2 separate regions of the Hordeum vulgare genome follow, and region 2 is linked to region 1. The links are chromatin contacts, called in public Hi-C maps. All regions are on one chromosome and are shown on one strand. Each heading gives the region's core, a stretch centred on a gene start, on an enhancer-like site or on the middle of the called end of the contact. The rest is flanking DNA. Distances are from core to core; before and after follow the strand shown. Region 1 has its middle 40 kb from the start of LOC123404717. Region 2 holds the start of LOC123404265 (endoglucanase 5-like).

Region 1 (6,617 bases), core at 1,218-3,717:
TTCTAGATTTTTATAGGTTTTACTCTTTGATGTCTGCTTTTTTTCATACACAATGTACATATTTTCTGGACATAGTAAACATTATTTAACCATGTTTAATATTTTTCAAATACACTATTAACATATTATAAAATCTATGCTTTGATGTCTACTTGTTCATATCGATTTACATTTTTCGTATACACCTGGAACATTGTTTATGCATGTTAAACATTTTCCAAATACATGATTAACAACATTAACAATTTTTTTCATACTCATCGTACATTTCTCCTATTCATATGAAACATTTTTTTATGCTCATTAGATATTTTACAAATAGATGATTAACATTTTTTTTCAAACACATTATTTTGAAAGAAAAAAATGAATATAGTTAAACAATTTTCAGATATACGTTGAAACATTTTTTTGAATGATATTAACATTTTATATACTATGCTACTCCCTTCGATCCAAATTAATTTGGATCGGAGGGAGTAATTTTTATACACTTTTCAAAAAAATACATCATTACTATTATTTTCAAAAATATGTTTTGATATCTATACAGAATATACATTTTTCTATACATCAGAAATATTTTTCTTTACACGTTTAACAAATTTCAAATGCATGATTAACATTGTTATGCAAAAAGAGATACTCCCTTTGTAAAGAAATATAAGGAGTACAAGAAAGGGGAAAAAAGAGAGATAGATTTTCTGATATAAGAAAATTGCTTGCCCCTGAGCATCGCCTTCAGAATCTGTTTGGATACATTTTGGTAGGATGCAGCGGCGCATCTTCCAAGCTAAGCGAAGATACTCATCCAGCAGCTAGGGTTGTTAGGGGTAGCACGCACGTTGCTGACGAGAAAAAGACTACTAGCGTTGTCATCTCTTGAGCTCTCAAGGAACTTTGGCTGGCCGGCTGAAAGGAAAACCACTTAACGCGGAAGAACAAAATAAATCAAGTCGTTGTTTAATTAACGTATATACAAACATGTGATTCGATACGATTACATTACCTAACACAGATTGCAGACATGTTGATTTGCAGCCTTTATAAGTTACATTACCCTCAAACAAAAGTTCCGTTGCTGTTGACGAAACCTTTTCTCTAATTATTAAACTGTCGACATAAAATATCCCAGCAAAGTTCACCAGTTGTTGCGTTAGAAACGCAATGGTATATATGGTGTTGTAGTATACATTTGTGCTCCTATCAGCAGATGCAGATGCCGACCGGTTGGTCCGGAAAATCAAGGTAGTTAGGCATTTTCCGGCAGCTAGCTAAATCAACCCTTTCAATCCCCCCCTTTTAATTCCTTTGTTAATCGCAACAAAAGTCAAGTTGGAAGAAGGAAGACGATGCAATTAATCATGCACACAACACAATCATCCACCACCCTGGTAAACTAAAGTGGAGTAAACTAACTAACTGATTAAGAAGTAGCACAAAAAGAAAGGGCGATGCGTGTTCAACCTTTGTGTCCTCCCTTTTCCCACAACAACCCAAAACTTTGGGGTTTGAATATGCACGCACTCACCTGTCTCTCCGTGTGACCATACATACATATAGTTTCCTTTTTCTCTTCTTTCTGGGACAGTGTGACGGATCAACGACCATACGCTTCCATACAAGAAACTTCTCCCGTCCCACCTACGTAGTACTACGTACAAAGTCCCAAACAGAGATACTACTAGTGCTCCTGCTTTCTAATTCTATCCATGGAATTCAAGCCAATTCAATCAATCAGACGCTTTGCTTGGAGACTCCGATCGATCATGTCAGTCCGGCTGTTCTGTTAGGCGATAATAATTGCAACAAGGATATTGACCTGGTGATGTCTGCCTGCCTGCCTTCCTGCCTGCATGCTTGCTTGCTTTGTCAATTCAAGTGTTCGGCGTTGAAACTCTAGACAGTTTGAATGCTTGCACACGTAGTATATATGGGTGTGTGTATGTGGTATGTGCCAAATCTTTTGACGTTTCGCTGTAGACGGATGGGGGACCTGAATTGACCAGTCGAGTTCGTTAACTAACTCTGATCGCTGACGCGGGGGCGTCCCGTGTGACGACCGGATGACGCGGGTGTGGGTGTGTGCAAGTGCAAGGCACTGACCAGCTAGCTACTCCGAGGAAACTAGCTACCTTAATTATAGGTAGCCAGCACGTACAGTACGATGGAAGAATATTGATGGGGATGCATGTCCCCTAACGGCGGGCTGTGCTGCTCAAGCTAGACAGATACTGTGGGCACCGCGCACGATTGATCCAAGGGTTGTTGATCTCTCTCCGTGTAATATGGCTCCGGCGTCTCACTCTCCGTGAATATATATGTGATCGACGGCATGGAGCTCCATATCAACGGCATAGCGTGGGTGCATCATGAAGAAGTTGGAATCACATTCGTCTCCTCCACGCAGCCAGACGTACTACAAAGGAGCGCTAGAGTTTGAACAGGCATTACTAGCTCAAGTGGCGTAAAGCAATGCATTATGCCTTGCCCGGCCCCCTCCATCTGTGTCATGCGGTTCAGAGTTCAGACAAGACGACCAATCATCGCGCACTAAATAGTCGTGGAGAAGGAATGATTCTCATGTCACTGTTCTTTACAAAAGTTGGGGGCAGTTATATTCTTAGCCTCTCGATTATTGCCAAAGTCTGAATTTGGTCTCTCGATTCTAACACCACAAAGATATGCGACAAAATTATGCTACAAAGCCTAGAATATTCGCAGCTCTAGAGAGTTGTTTTGACAGGCCAGTCTTTTTCTTTATTAACAGCAAATGCTAAAAACACGCATATACATTTAGCATATAAATACGCGCATGTGCATCACTATTTCTATGAACACCTTTGACATACTAAGCTTGTTGTCGTTTTCTCACGACAGATGCCATAGGGTGGCATATCGAGAGTGGTTGGGCTGGTAACTAGCGGTGCGAGACACACGATGTATCTAGGTTCGGGGCCCTCCGTGGAAGGTAACACCCCTAATCCTGCCGGAGTGATTGAAGAACCAAGAGAACTACAATGCTCCTTGAGTTGTTCGACGGAGGAGGAAGAAGGAGCTAGCCGGCTCGTGTTCTACCTCTCCTGTATGTGTGTTCGTGCGTAAGAATGGCGGACCCTCTGCATGGAGGAGGGCCAGGGGGTTTTATAGGTGAACCCCCCGGCTTACAATATGGATATATGGTACTTAGGGGGGACTCGGCTGGCCAATGGCCCCCGTCTGAGAAGTATTGTCGCCTGCGGGGCCCGTCGGCTGCAGGGTCCCATCGGATGCTAGGCCCACTGGCTGGCCGCTGGGATTGGTGCGTGTCCTTCACGCACGGCACGGGCCACATTGTGGCTGTTGTCTTGTGAAATCCGGCTGTGGTCAGCGGTACGACCGCTTCCACTGTAGCCACGCCGGGACAGGTAACGGAGTGGGTGACCTCCGGGATCACATCTAGAATCGCGAATTTCTCCATCATTCCGCCGCCGTAGTGTTTCCAAGATCGGGAGCGTTAGGAGACCTTTTCCCGGCACCCTGCCGGAGGGAGGATTGACCTCCGGGAGCTTCTCCACCGCCATGGACGCTTCTCGGACGTGCCGTGAATAGTTTACCTTGGACCATGAGTCCATGACCAGCAGATATGTGATGTCTTCTCTCCAATATTGTGCTTCAATGGTTATTCCTTGTGAGCTGCCCTACATGATCAAGGCATCTATGTAATTCTCTTGCTATTGCTATGCTCGGTTTGTTGGGATCAAATGGATTTTGAGATTATGTTCAGATTGTTATGAGTTATATATTTGATTATCCTTTTATATTATGTTCCTTAGTGATTTTTGCATGTTCTCCGTTGCTTTTTATTGCTTTAGCCAAGTAGTAGATCGTAACTCCAAGAGGGAGCGTTATGCATGATTGTGGGTTCGGCCCCCTCGATGTCTAGCTTGAGTGACAGAAACATGAGACTAGGGGATGTGCTTGTTGCCACCAGGGAGAAAACAACGGTGCTTGTGACCAAGGTTGCAAGGATTGTTTACCTTACGCATAGTTCACTAATGCAGTTGTCCGTTGTTTTGAGTTTACACTTCGGGTGGGGCTCGCAACTTAATACTGGATAAATATATCAAGGTGTATGATTAGTAAGTAGATGCTGATGAATAAACGGTCTACTTGTCTTGGCGTACTGCCCATTAATATTGAACCTCAAACTATCAAGGAGCATAATTAGCATTGCGGTGCGATCATAATTCTGTCAATTGCCCAACTGTGATTTGTTTACCCTAGCATAGTTGTTTATCGTCTTTTGGGAGAGAGATATCACTAGTGCACATCATGTGACTCCGGTCCATATCACCATCATTGCTTGCACCTCCACCATTTACCGTTTTATTTACTTTTCCGTTGCAACCACTATTACCTTCCCGCTTGTGTTTTGAACCTTTGCAAACTACAATGCTGGAGAGATTGACAACCTCTCTGTACTCGTTGGGAGCAAATTTATTTGTTGTGCGTGCAGGTCCACGTCTTCTGCTAGCGCCAGGTGGAAGACACCTACTTGTTGAGCATAGGAGTCCTCCTGGTTCGATAAACCTTACAGTCTCCGTGTAAGGGAAATTTGCTGCTGACTACATCTCTACCTTCCACTTGGGGTCCAACGAGGGGCGAGAAGCATATACATCACCTCGTCATCAAGAGAATTTCTAGCGCCGCTGCTGGGGACTCCACTCTTCAAGATAGGGGAGTTGCACACCATCTTTTACCTTTGCTTTTTAGTCTTGTTAGTTTGCTTTCTAGTTTTTGCTTTAGAGTCCTACCAAAAACCAAAAAAAAATAGTTGCTTTGCTCTTGCTTGTTGCCACTTCTATGGGTTCCACTGAGAACACCAAGTTGGGTGACTCCACTAGTTACAACAACAATGACTTTATCTGCACTCCTATTGCTCCTCCCGCCACTGGGGCTACGTCCTATGAGATTAAAGCTGCTTTACTGAACCTTGTTATGAAAGCTCAATTCTCCGGTGCTGGAGATGATGTTGCCTTGCACTTGAACAATTTTGTTGAGCTTCGTGATATGCAAAAATATAAAGAAGTAGATGGTGATATTGTTAAACTTAAGCTTTTTTCCTTTCTCCTTGAGAGGAGGAGCTAAAGCGTGGCTTCCATCTTTGCCTAGGAATATCATAGATTTTTGGGATAAATGCAAAGATGCTTTTATTGGGAAGTATTACCCACGTGCTAAGATTATCCAATTAAGAAGTAACATTATGAATTTTAGACAATTGGATAATGAACATGTTTCTCAAGCTTGGGAACATATGAAATCTCTTGTTAAGAATTGCCCTACACATGGTTTTCCTACTTGGTTGGTTATCCAAACTTTCTATGCAGGATTGAGCTTTACCTCGCGGAATCTGTTAGACTCGGCCGAGGGAGCTCCAACAGGTAGGATGGTCAACTACACTTGGTGCTGCCACAAAGCTATTGGATGAGATGATGAAAAATTATTCTCAATGGCACACCGAGAGAGCTCCAACAGGTAGGAAGGTAAACTGTGATGAGGATATCTCCTCCCTTAATGATAAGGTTGACATGATCATGAATTTACTCACTAAGAAAGCTCCTATAGATCCTCATGATGTTCCTTTAAATTCTTTGGTTGCTCAAGAAAGAGAGCAAGTTGATGTTAATTTTATCTCTAGGAACAACTTTAATAACAGGTATTTTTATTTCTGTGCCCCTGGTTCGTTAGTTCTACTCATTCATCCCTACGCTCCTAACTTTTGCTCACTTTTCCCCACTCGCTTGCTCGAAACCCTCAGAACTGGTCACAGCGGACGATGCCGTCGGGTCAATGACTTGACCGTTAACTCTGACTAGTGGGGCCGCATACGGCGGAGTACACATTTTGACCGTTACGTGGTAACCAGTGGGGCCGCAAACTGACACTCACCTGAATCAGATCCAGTCGCTTCCGCACCGCCCCTCCGCCGCCGTCGTGCCGCCTCTGCCGCCGTCGTGCCACCTCCGCCGCATCTACCCTCTCTCCCATCTAGGATTAGGAAGCGATGTTGGGGGGCACCCCGTCCGGCCCATCGACCGTGGAGAGGATTGGGTCGAATCAGAGGCTGATAATTCATGGATTCCACCTGGGTAAGCATCGTTTTCCTCTCAAATTGATTAGGAGATCCGTAAATTAGGCTGTATTTGACCACCGTTGGCGTGAATCAACGCAATTTATCTGAAACTTTTAGGCCTAACTGCGCCCTTTATCTTATTTCAAACGAATAGGGTTGATCCTGCACTTGGTTTTCGGCTGTCGGTTAGAATGGAAACTAGTGAGCTACGTGGAACTAAACCGTATGCGATTTCTGGATTTTTTTCTATCCTAAAGTGGTAGAAACCACCGTTTCGTTCAGAGATTTCCGCGAGGCACTCTGTTGTGAGTATCCCTGGAGCCCTGCCGATGCTGTTGAACTGAGATATTTCGACAGTATCGAGCAGAGATTTCTCCCATTAACTTGTGATGAGCATCTGGGATTGCTATTTAGTTTGAATGCTGACAGACGTTTCGGTAAAATCCATATCGGTGTGCTTCAGGCACGCAAACAACGTATCCCGAAGGGTGTTCAATCATCA
Region 2 (6,617 bases), core at 2,151-4,650, 77 kb after region 1:
GTGCATATATATTATAAGTATTACGCTTGTTGTAATATAATTGTAATGTAACGCTCGGAACAAGTCATGGACGATGGATGGAGGCGCGACGTCGATCGTTGACGCTGAGCTACGCAAACGCCGCCTGGTGGTTCCGGTGAGCACTCGGTTTCCCCACCCACACGTACCGATTCCCGGCAGTGTTGCATCGTGGCAGCTTCCCGTGGCTCCCGCGCCCCGCGCCTAACAGTTTGCATGCATACGCCAGCAGTATATTACCCTTCTTCTAAACGTGGGTGCCTCCAATTCTATAAAACGTGGGTCGCCCGGCCACCAGAACGCAACTGTCAATGAAGCCAGCAGTCGCACAACAGTACGTACTTACTTTTGAAAGCAAGTGTCAATGGAGCTAGCCACAATAGCAGTAGCATTTTCTTGATTCCAACCGAAGCATCGCCCGGCGAGAGATGGATGGACATGGACACCGGCCGGCCGCACGCTGGTGCGTTCGCTTGCCACGGACGGACGGGGGCCCATCCGTCTATTTGGTTAACGATGTACCACACCACCTGACGGCGACGCCGCAACGGCAGGCCGGGCTCACCTACAACAGAAAGAGCCACACACGCACACAAAGTAGACGCTAGCTAGCTTAGCTTAGCTTTGCCAAGAAATCAAAGAGCCTATGTATGTGCGTGGCTTCCGCCATGCACCTTCCTTCGTTCTCATGGGAATAAAAAGCGGCTGGTTTGTCTATTCGTAGGTTGCGTGGAACTCAGTTTGAGGCCAAGGATTCTAGTTGCATTTTTGCTAAATTTGTGCATTTGTGTCCCACAAATTTGGTGCTAAGAGGTGTGCAACGACGAGATGGCAACGATTCTGGATGTATCTTCGAGAAATGGCAAAAAAAGATTAATTTATTTATATTTCCTTGCACCGGCCCGGCTATTGGTCAGTTTGGACTTTGGGATGCATTTCCTTGAACATGGTTGCATTGTACTTGTGATGTGTGCCAATTAATCTCTATAGAAACCAGAGACAACGGAAAATCGACAACTTGTTGACCCAACAACAAACTATGAAACTGATTTTCATTAGGGAATAATAATGGCCATGCTTATCAGATATTTTTTAAATGGTTTAGCTTAAAGCACATCTAGATGTGACATATGTATTGCAAATTTAATTTCTATGTCACTGATCTTACGCCGTGATTCGTGGTTTTTTTTTTTGCTTTTTCTTTTCCTTTCCATGTTTGGTTATGTCACTTAGATGTGTAATAATTATATCACATATAGACAAACTCTTTTTTAAACATGTTTATCATTCGTGTCGAATCTTTTTTTTCGAAGGCCATAATGGCCACACAGGTTGTGGAACTTAATTAATGCTAATAATTGCAATTACATTTTGCTAGAATTGGAGAATTGCACCATACTCAGTTTTAGGCAGGTTATAAAAGATTAAGTTTGTCTGCCTTTTATTACATGATCATCCAGTTGTTCACCTCAAGATGTTCAATTTTTTTTATCTTGTCGTGCACTCCAGTTGTTCATAGAGGGAGTAGTTAGCATTGTATTTTTTTTTTGAGGAAAAGTTAGCATTGTAGTTACTCCTATGTTACTTCTACATTCTCATATTTCTTGCTGCGTTATGCCTTTGCATTGGCTCAGGGGCAGTCGAGCTACGCATGGCAGAATCATAATAAACCTGGGCCGTAGACCGGTGCGATCGTACGTCAGAGGAAACGCGGGAAGCGTTCCCCGTTTGGCCACGAGGACCGCCGGGGATGGGCAGGACCGACCAACCTCAGTAGCCGTGGCGTGGGGCATGCGGCATTTCAACTTAAATTTGAACTAAAACCGCCACGAGTATTTTTAAACAGAGGGATTATTATTCATTGTATTTATAAAAGAAAAATATTTTGATGATGACATAAGGGCATCTCCAATAGGTGGAATATATGTAGTTAGCATTGTAATTATACTACTTCTATGTAGTCTCATATCACTTGCTCTACTGTGCCTTTGCATTGGCTTCAAGGAATCGAGCTACGCACGGCAAGACCATAATCTATCTGCACCATATGTAGACCATGATCTATTCGTAGGTTGCGTGAAATTCAGTTTGAGGCCAACAATTTTCGTTGCATTTTGCTAAATTTGCACATCCGCACTACCACAAATGTTGTTTTAGCAGGCGTGGACAGATGAGATCACAAAAATTCTTCAGGAAATGGAGAAAAAGATTGATTTCTTTGCATTTCTTACACCGGCCCGGCTATCAGTCAGTTTGGATTTTGTAATGCATGTCGTTAAACATAGTTGTATCGTCCTTGTGATGCGTGCCAATCTTTATAGAAACCGGAGACAACAAAAAATCAACAACTTATCGACCTAACAACAAACAATGATACTCATTTTTGTTATGAAATAATAATAGCCATGCTTATCAGTTATTTGCAAGAAAAAAATTCTTTATCAGCTGTATTGAACTATTTTCCTAGGAAGGCCATCATGGCTACACACAGTTGTGGAACTTAATTAATGCTAATAATTGTAGTTACATTTCGCTAAAATTGGAAACCTCCACCATATACTTAGTTTAGCAGGTTATAAAAGATTAAGTTTGTCTATCTTTTATTACATGATCATCCGGTTGTTCACTTAGAAGTGGTCCAAAATTTCTTGATCATGTCGTGAACTCGTGCGGCGTTCGAACCTGTAAACAAATTCTTACTCGTCGTATTGGGAAATAAATAATTTCTGATGACGACATAAGGACAACTCCAATAGGTCAAATATATGCACCGAAATTATCCACATCCAGCACCATTACATGCACCTGTCTTAAATGTATGTATATATATACTTTCTTCGTGAAGAAATATAAAAGTGTTTCGATCACTAAGAAACGATTTCATATTTCTTTGTGAGTTAGCACTGTAGTTACTCTTATATTACTTGTACATTCTCATATTTCTAGCTCCACGATGCCTTTGCATTGGCTCCGGCGGGCAGGACCATACTAAATCCGGACCGTAGACCGGTGCGATCGTACGTCAGAGCAAACGCGGGAACCGTTCCCCGATTGGCCACGACGACCGCCGGGGCTGGGCGGGGCAGGGCAGGACCGACCAACCTCAGCAGCCGCTGCGTGGGGCCGCGTGGACCAAGCTGAACAACCAAAAAAAAAAATAACGTAGGAAACGAAACGGACTGGCTCCTGCGGCCTGCATGAGCTTGAAGGCAGTACCCAAATAAAAATGAAATCCTCAACTGCAGCAGCAGAGCAGTACTAGGACTAGGAGTAGCTGGTACTGACTTGTCCCGGGACGTCGCTGTCCTCCCCCTGCCAAGCCACCGCACCTCCACCGCCACCGCCATGCATGCCATTGCCAAGCCCCAAACCCAAAGCTTCTTCCTCCTTTCCTTTCCTTTGTTTCAACACAGCCCACCAACCCAACATCGCCATCCATTCCTACCACTTTGTTTGTATATCTGCTTCCCCGCCCCGCCCATATATAATCGCACCAGCATCGGCCATGTACAGCGAAGGAGATATTGTCGAGGAAGAGGAAGAGGAAGAGGAAGAGGTCCGCCGCTAAAGCTGGAAGTCAATTACTCCCTCGTCGGTTATCTATATCAGTTTCCATTTCCAGCTTAAGCTACCACCGAGCGACGAGGTTCACTTTTCCGAGGAGGCGCCGGTCCACTTCCCCTTCTTGGAAACCCTTTATTCCGGCGACCGCGGGCGAGTCCGGCCACCGGTGGCCATTTTCGTCTACGGCGGGCCGGGGGTCGATCGATCGCGCCGTCGACGCTTGGTTATTCGCAGTTTCTTTCTTGGCCGGCGCGCGCGCGGGCCGGGCGGGCGGTCGGTGAGATGAGCGATGTCACGGGCAGGTTCGCGCTGGCGGCGGCCGTGGTGGCGGTGTCGCTGGTGATGGCGTCGGCGTCGGCGGCGCGGCACGACTACGGGGACGCGCTGTCCAAGAGCCTGCTCTACTTCGAGTCGCAGCGCTCGGGGCGGCTGCCGTACAACCAGCGGGTGCGGTGGCGCGGCCACTCGGGGCTCACCGACGGGCTGGAGCAGGGGGTGGACCTGGTGGGAGGGTACTACGACGCCGGCGACCACGTCAAGTTCGGCCTCCCCATGGCCTTCACCGTCACCATGCTCTCCTGGGCCGTCCTCGAGTACGGCGACCAGATCGCCGCCGCCGGCGAGGGCGCCCACGCGCTCCAGTCCATCAAGTGGGGCACCGACTACTTCATCAAGGCCCACACCGCCCCCAACGAGCTCTGGACCCAGGTCAGTCAGCACTCATCGCCATGACCGGCCGCGCGCGCGCGCAGAATGTAGTGTGTAAACACGTACGTACACACACTGTATCTTTTCTGACCCGATCGATCGACGTGTGGCGCAGGTCGGCGACGGCGACTCGGACCACTACTGCTGGCAGCGGCCGGAGGACATGACGACGTCGCGGCGGGCGTACAAGGTGGACGCCGAGCACCCCGGCTCGGAGGTGGCCGCCGAGACGGCCGCCGCCATGGCCGCCGCGTCCATCGTGTTCCGGCGAGCCGGCGACGCGCACTACGCGCACCTCCTCCTCCACCACGCGCAGCAGGTACGCTGTCACACGTATTACTACTACTACATACACTACTTGCCGCACGAAATCAATCAATCAACATAAAGCTAGCAGAAAATTCAGACTAGATTAGCAGCACCAGCAGCTTAATTTCCCTTTAAGCTAGCTTTTGTCAGCTCGATCCCTTTACACGAAACTCACGATTAAAATACGACAGTCGATCCACTCTAGCCGCAGCTGGGTCGTCTGGTACGTGACAGCGAGCAGCTCACCGTCCGTCCTACACACACAACAACACACACGCTTCGGCAATACGTATTGTATATACTCTTCTACATACATACGGAGTACATGCATTAATTTGAATTTGTACGTACGTATGTATTTATACGTGCAGCTGTTCGAGTTCGCGGACAAGTACAGGGGCCGGTACGACGACAGCGTGCGGGTGGTGAAGAGCTTCTACCCGTCGGCGAGCGGGTACAAGGACGAGCTGCTGTGGGCGGCGTTGTGGCTGCACCGCGCCACCGGCGGCCGCGACTACCTCGACTACGTCGTCTCCAACGCCGACGACTTCGGCGGCACCGGCTGGGGCGTCTCCGAGTTCAGCTGGGACATCAAGTACCCCGGCCTACAGATCCTCGCCTCCAAGGTCAGTACTACCGATCAGTGATCAGTCTCCATTGCTGACGCACGCACGCAAGCAAGCAACCCATGCATGCATGCACCAACCTATCCACCTTTCCTTTCTTTGGACCGGTCAAACTTGCTTACCTTTTCATCGCTGCATGCATGATAAGAATGATTTCCTCTCGCCAAAAATAGGATCATTCCACCGCCGATCGCGGCAGCTAGCTGTAAATTAGTCAAAGCCATACGTCAATTACTACTCTACTAGTTAGTCCAGTCCAAAATATTAAAATTAGCAGTCCAAAATATAGTTAGTTGGCAATTTTTAAAGAAAATTACTACTGTGGTAATCAGTAGCAGCCGTATAGTACTACGTAACAAAATAACAGGGGTTAATACTGCATGGTATGAATGCGGTTAATTCGTCCCATATACGTACTCTACTGTAGTAACTGACAGACGTGCCACCGGTTTCTGCATCGTTAGCATGAGGAGCAAGCCGCGTGTTTGGTGCACCCTAGCTTTTGCTTAGCCACGCACCCTCTCTCTCTAGCTTGCAAGCATGGCTACCTAGCATGCTTTCTTGGGGTGCTTCCGCTGGGGTTGATGGATGCGCCATGCCCAACAACTCCGCCCGGACCGGCCATCTCTCCACGCTTCTTCTAGTAGAATGCATATACATATCCCAAAAGCCTTTCGACCGAATTGCACCGCGTGTTCTCGCGTAGACGTTGATTTTGTTGTTAGAGGGCCCGGCGCCCATGTGCAGACTCCAGTTAAGTATATATAAGCATATGAGATGGTTGATGATGATTCTCAACAAAAAAGCTAATCATGGTTGGGGAGCAGAGCAGAGCAGACGATGCTCAGCCCACCAAGAGGGCCGGGTGAAAAGAGATCAGAGATGCCCAAATTTGTTTTATATACAGTACTTAATACAAACATGCAACTAGCTAGGAGAGATCTTTTGATCTACCCTACCCGGCCTACACCACCTGCGCCTTTGTCCTGTGAGCAACCATATTTCCAACACGTTCCTTTCACATGTGCTCCTCCTGGTGTCTGCCATGCCATGCCAATTTATTAAAAAAACCTTCCGGAAACAGACCGGTTTCCTAACCTAACCTGGATTGTCCGCGAGGTGACGGCCGCACTGTCACTCAGGTCTCGTTGGGAGTTGGACTGCCTTCCTAATCATAACTCCTTTGACCACACCTTCTGTTTCTTTCTCCCATGCATATGCTTAGAACGCAAGGCAGCATGCGGCTAGCTAGCTCCTCTTGCCATGAGGGTGAGGGTGAAGGCTCATCGCATGCCTCTTTCTTTGGTCATCCACAAGCTGTTTTTGTCCCTGGCATGGGTTGCTGCTGTTTGGGATGTGATGTCTGAAGCAAGCGATTCAACTAATGATTGA

Evidence for each region. Hi-C and Micro-C count contacts between places; a contact is called where the count stands out from the background.
Region 2: a contact with region 1 is called in a Hi-C map of leaf, with 4 times the contacts expected there. The contact joins the promoter of LOC123404265 here to the enhancer-like site in region 1. A contact is called at or near these places in 3 of 6 Hi-C or Micro-C datasets (leaf and seedling).

The regions. Positions count from the first base shown.
Region 1 is chr6H:68,190,349-68,196,965 of MorexV3_pseudomolecules_assembly, forward strand. No RefSeq gene overlaps it. Among protein-coding and RNA genes, the nearest start is that of LOC123404717, 40 kb to the left of the region's middle. Within about 2 kb of position 2,468, at least 1 of the 3 cell types and tissues checked has open chromatin away from gene starts, as enhancers often do. A contact at or near this core is called in leaf, where this site is marked.
Region 2 is chr6H:68,266,380-68,272,996 of MorexV3_pseudomolecules_assembly, forward strand. LOC123404265 (endoglucanase 5-like) reads left to right here and starts at 3,401. Exons shown (of 4, transcript XM_045098189.1): 1 at 3,401-4,290; 2 at 4,406-4,609; 3 at 4,971-5,225. The coding sequence starts at 3,865.